Linked DNA regions of Mus musculus: region 2 is linked to region 1. The links are chromatin contacts, called in public Hi-C maps. All regions are on one chromosome and are shown on one strand. Each heading gives the region's core, a stretch centred on a gene start, on an enhancer-like site or on the middle of the called end of the contact. The rest is flanking DNA. Distances are from core to core; before and after follow the strand shown. Region 1 overlaps Igf1r (insulin-like growth factor I receptor). Region 2 overlaps Fam169b (family with sequence similarity 169, member B).

Evidence for each region. A called contact is a pair of places that touch in the nucleus more often than the background predicts.
Region 2: a contact with region 1 is called in a Hi-C map of embryonic fibroblasts, with 1.5 times the contacts expected there. The contact joins two enhancer-like sites. A contact is called at or near these places in 1 of 15 datasets of contacts at CTCF or cohesin (the NIH/3T3 cell line), 4 of 484 Hi-C or Micro-C datasets (embryonic fibroblasts, frontal cortex, muscle stem cells and 1 more), 2 of 115 datasets of contacts at active chromatin or transcription factors (embryonic basal ganglia and stem cell-derived neural progenitor cells) and 2 of 9 other capture datasets (embryonic stem cells and embryonic tail).

The regions. Positions count from the first base shown.
Region 1 is chr7:68,020,315-68,023,014 of GRCm38.p6, reverse strand. The region is part of intron 2 of Igf1r (insulin-like growth factor I receptor); the gene reads right to left. Among named protein-coding and RNA genes, the nearest start is that of Igf1r, 69 kb to the right of the region's middle. Within about 2 kb of position 1,399, at least 134 of the 459 cell types and tissues checked have an H3K27ac peak or open chromatin away from gene starts, as enhancers often do. A contact at or near this core is called in embryonic fibroblasts, where this site is marked.
Region 2 is chr7:68,311,922-68,314,621 of GRCm38.p6, reverse strand. The region is part of intron 3 of Fam169b (family with sequence similarity 169, member B); the gene reads right to left. Among named protein-coding and RNA genes, the nearest start is that of Gm16157, 37 kb to the right of the region's middle. Within about 2 kb of position 1,336, at least 16 of the 459 cell types and tissues checked have an H3K27ac peak or open chromatin away from gene starts, as enhancers often do. A contact at or near this core is called in embryonic fibroblasts, where this site is marked.

The sequences.
Region 1 (2,700 bases), core at 150-2,649:
GTGAACTGCCAATCTAGTGTATTCCTTTTTAAAGAATAGAATAAAATGTGGGGATTTTATTCTTTAATGTATAATAGTGTCACAGCTATTCGCTGAAGAACTGCCCCCATTTCAGCAACGTTCTCAGGCCAGTCTTGCCTACTCACAGTTCTTTTCAAAGGGAAGGGAGAGGGTATCTAGAGTTAGACACCTAGTGAATCTTCCACAGGTCAGTTCTGTTGCTCAAAATGTTAAGTTAGATCTGATTCCTACCATGAGAATTTTGCTGCCGCCTGACAGACCCACCGGAGAAAAAGATGTCATCTAAAAACTGTAGATTAAAACCGTGCTGGCCAATGCTTAGGAGCTGGCAGAGCCCAGGGCTGACTCTGCCGATGGCTCCGAGGAGCAGCAGCACAGATGTCTGCTCTGGGTCAGATTTAAAGAGCTGTGGCAGAGCATCCCCCATCACTAACTCCTGCCTGGGCTCTGTCCCTGGAAGTCTACCGTTGATCACTGATCTATCAGCAGGCACCATGAGAGGCAACTGAGACCAACCCAGCACCAAGCCAGACCCGCTCACTAGAAGCAGCAGGAAGGCGGCCAACCCCAGCCCCGTTTTAAGGTCGCTACATGTGGGTCTACAGTACAAGAAGAACTTAAGGTGACCTGACACTCCCACCTCACCCTGCCAGCCAGCCTCCTACAGACAAACAAAAGCATCCAGTGAAGACAGCCACACCGGCAGGATTTCTCCTCAAACATAAGCTCTTGGTAAAATACCTACCTGGAGTAACTGTGTGTTTACAGGTCTGGAAAGGTGAAGAACAGAAATACAGTTTAAAGTGAGTTTTTAAAGTCCTCCCCAGTGAATAAAGAGGCCACCTCTGCTCCTATCTCCTGCCTCCCCCACCCTCCTTTGATAGGAAAAAGACAAAAAGAGAGGTAGTTTTGAGTCAGCTATGATGGATCTGCCACAGGGCCTAGAGAACTTTCTGGGCCAGGCAGCCCTGGCCCAGCCTGCATTCTTTTGGGGTGACAGAGCACCCAGCGGTTTCCCTGTCCTCCAACCACTGCAGCTTGGTGACTAAGTCCACAGGAATTCCAGTCAGTGCTAGACCCACCCGGAGGACAGGCAGACACAGGACAGGCAGGGAGGGCCCTCACTGCCCAGGCCCTAGTCATGAAGAAACCTACACTCTTCAGTCCTTGTATGTGGGAATCAGGGACATGGTGGTTAGGAGAAGAGCCCATCTGTGCTCAGGTGACACCCAGGAGTACAAGGCTCTGCAATAGCATCTGGGTCCATACTTGGGCCTTATTTCACAACAGGTCAGAAAGCCAAGTTATACATATACCTCTGTAACTCTTGAAAAGACACCCAGTAAATGTTGGTGGGTCTGAGTCGGCAACCTGGAGGTCAGCTTTCACAAGTAAAAGGCAAGAAAGTAAACGCCAGCTCATACCACCGACCTCAGTCACTGTTCCGGAGCCCAATTCAGGGTGGAAACCTGCAGTCCAGGGTCTGCTTTGATAAATTACATCCTGAGGCTTTATATATTTTACTATCTGTGATGAGTGATAGATAAAAAGATAGAAAGTTTACTGTAAACCACATCCCTTTCTTCCTCTACCACAACCTGCCATTCATCAGAGCCGGAACATCCATTTCCTTACAATTAAAGAATAGTTTGAAAATAAAGTCTCCCCAGTTAAAATAATCAGCCAAACAAAGGTGCTTGATCAATGATCAACATCAAAGTTTTGCCTCCCAAATAAAAATAATGAATCTATGTTTAAAAACAAAAATCAATAGTGCTTGGGGAAGAGGAGTCAGACAAAGGCAAGCAAGGTCTTACAACTCAGAGCCACGCTGCCGTGCGACTAAGCAGCCATAACTAACGATGCTCAGGTCATTCGTGAGGAAGGGGGACAAGGAGAGACAGGTGACCAGTGGCAAGGAAGGAAGGCATGGAGGGACATTAGATGAGGAAGGGTAGAGAGATGGAGAGAAGGAAGAGAAGGTGGACCTACAGGTAAAGGAGGAGGGGCAAGCAGGAGGACACCTGCCAACAGAACTCTGACTGTATTTATTAATCACTATGGAGATTCCCTGCCACATAAGATATACAAATATACAAGCCTAATCATCCTTAAGAATTCACCCAGCAGGGCCTCAGCCTTCTGCCAAGCAAGAGAGGCCATTAAAGTCATTCCCACAAGAGGGCAGGGCTAGAGACTTAGCTAGCTGCAAGGTACCTTGCATAACTTATGCCAGGACTCTGTGCTTCAGTTTCCTGGCCATGGAGGGAATTGGCAGTGTGCTGGTTGGTTTTCTGTCAACTGGACATAAACCCAGACGTAACTGAGAAAGGGGAAATCTCTGTGGAAGAACTGCTGCCATCAGATTGGCTTGTGGAGCATTTTCTTGATTAATGATTAATACAGAGAGACCCAGATTGCTGGGGTGGGGTCCGCCCCTGAGCAAGGCGGTCCTGGGTGATATAAGAAAGCAGGTTGAATAAGCCAGCAAGCAGCATCCCTCTACAGCTTCAGCTTCAGTTCCCACCCTCAGGATTGAGTTCCTGCCTCGGCTTCCCTTCATGAAGTGCTGCGTTTGGGACATATCACCAAAATAAATGCTTTCCTTGTGATGTCGCTATTGCTTGGGTACAAAAATAGAAAGCAAACTATGGCAGGCAGTATAGAGATCAGAGGAAA
Region 2 (2,700 bases), core at 87-2,586, 290 kb before region 1:
CTATTCAGCAAATCCAACTATGTGCCAGGTACTGTGCTCAGCACTAGAGATCCAGCAGGGTGACCTGGCCATGACAGACACTGTGACATGCACTTTAAGACTGTCTGGGAAGGATGGAGAGAACGTTCCAAGACCAACCCTGAGGCAACAGATGGTGGCCAGCCAAGGGACAGGATCCAGCCTTGGAGACCACAGTAGTTGGATCAAGGTATCAGGCTCTGTAATAAGTCACAGAAGAGACCAAGCAAAAGAGGCAAGTACCCAGCTTCACAGAATGTAGATGAGGACTCTGGGTAACTGGGACATGTTCCTATAAGCAACAGTTGCAGTATATGACCCAGTGTAGCATGAACACTGACCACTGGGGTGGCCATACATAGATGCAGACAAGGACACTGTGGTTATTATCTGCTTTCCTAGATCCAAACTGTGGCATATAAAGCTGTGTACTTACAAGGGCAGTTTTCAAGAATGAAGCATTTAAAGCATGAAGAATAGATTAGGAAAAGGATGCGGTCAGAGGCAGGGAGAAGAGGAGACTGAAGGTAACACAACCCCACGAGTGAGAGTCTAACCCAAAGCAAACCTGCTGACAAAGTAGGAGGTGCTGGGGACAGAACGAACCCATTGGTAGTGGGTTTTATCCCAGTCAGCAAAGTGGGCATCCAGCAAGAGCAGAAGGAAATAGCTTAACCAGGAAGACTCAAGTGGGGCCATGGAACACGAAGTGCCAGTTACAGACAACAAAGAAAGCCAGGCATGATGGCACGTGTCTATATTCCCAAAACCCCTCGCATTGAGGCAAAAGGATGACGAGGAATTTGAGGACAACCCCGGCTATGCAGACAGCAAGGAGAAGGTAGCCAGGAGACCGCAGAACACATAGCCCAGAGTAAAAGAGACAGAGCTGGTGCCCCATACCATCTCCATAAAGGATTTAAGAGGAACAGATATCCTTCATGTGCCCCGAAACACACATCTTACCTCCCCGAACCATCTGCAAAGGAGTCGCATACTGCCCCAAGGTCTGCACTTCCTCATCACAGCCAAAAGAGTTTCAGTCCCCCTACTCCTTACTTCCCTTTCTATTGATCCCCTGCAGTTTAAGTCACCACTGGCCTGTTACAAATCTTAGAAATATCTGTGTTAGGGTTGGGGTTGGGGTTGGGGCAGGGGAACACAGTTAAACTCGAGTGACAGGCCATCTTTCCCCAAAGCAAATACATGCAGTGGAGAAAAAAAAAGTGATGAAAACTTCTGGCAGAGGCCGGCACATAAACACATTCCACTGCGTTGCACGACTTTTATGCAACATTGACTGTGCTGGTCAATAATTTAAGGGGAGGGGAAAATACACCAGTTGACATAGCAACCGTCACATTGCATTACTCGGGCTACCATTTCCATACAGATGCTGTCCTTAAAGGAAAACACCCCCCCCCAACGCCCGTGAACTTGGGTGCCTTTTGCCGTGAGAAGAAAACATCTGGCTTGCAGGACATTCACAGCCCCCTCCCCCAACCCAGCCCGCATTTCTCAAGCTTCTCTTGCCTCAAGTGATTTTGTTTTTCATGGGTCTAGATTTTTAACTCAAGGAAGATGGAGTTGAGGGAGGGCGTGGTGCCTAACTCCTGAAGTACAGTTGAACTAAGAAATACCAGGGTAAGAAAACAAATCTAGTCTATCTAGGAAAGGAACCTAAAAATTGCCAAGGTGGACCATGGCAAACTCACTAAGTTTCCCAGAGTTTCAGGAAGCAGAGATGCAGACAGACACCCTAGTGGCACAATAGAAACTTCTTGTGTGCACGGATGGAAGCAAAGGTATCCCTGTCCTTCAGGACAAAAGGCCCCACTCTAGACACTGTAAATATTTTCCTTGGCCTTCATAGTTTCCAAAAACCAAAAGTCCCTTGGTATGAATGGCATGTCTTCCTGGTATGCTCTTTCCCTCAGTTTAAATCCATCTCACAGTATGTATCATAAATCAACAGCGGGTGGAAGAGGAAAGCCCAAACCATGGCCAACAGAACAGGTGTTCCCAAAACACGTGGGTGTTGCTGTGAGCAGTGCTTCCTCCACAGACCAAGGAAATCAAGATTCTGAGGGCCATAGAGCATCTTAGCTGTCCAAAGACGTGGGTACCTAAGAGGAAGCTGAGTTTCCAGCCAGAACTCACCCTCCTCTCGATTCCCTTAACTGATCTGAAGTATCTACGTGGGGCTCCCACCGCCCCGCTTAGACGATTTGGTATGCCCCAGGGTGATAGCAATCTTCGTATGATTTTAAATACATACACCAGCTAAAACAGACAAATGCTAGGCCTACTAGGTCACAGGAACCAACAGGGTTCCTGCTAACCCAGAGGATCCTCGAGGAGACATCCCATTCTACATGGTGGGAGTCTGGGGACAGAACAATTGTATTTCCTCCTCCACTGACTCTGCTACAAGGACAAAGCTGCCAGAGGCACCACCCATGAGTTTACTAGAGGCATAGAAACCATCCATCTGGAGAATCAAGTGGACAGGCTCATTCTGCGAAGAGAGCTGGAGTGATCCAGGTCCATCCCTCTCACCTCCTGTTAAGAAATCCACAGATCTACCCACTCTGTACCCAGTCTCCATCTCTAAGACCTCCATCGTCAAAGTCGAAATAGCCTGTTCAGGAGTGTGGGGTACCTCAGAAAGGTCTTTCTGTT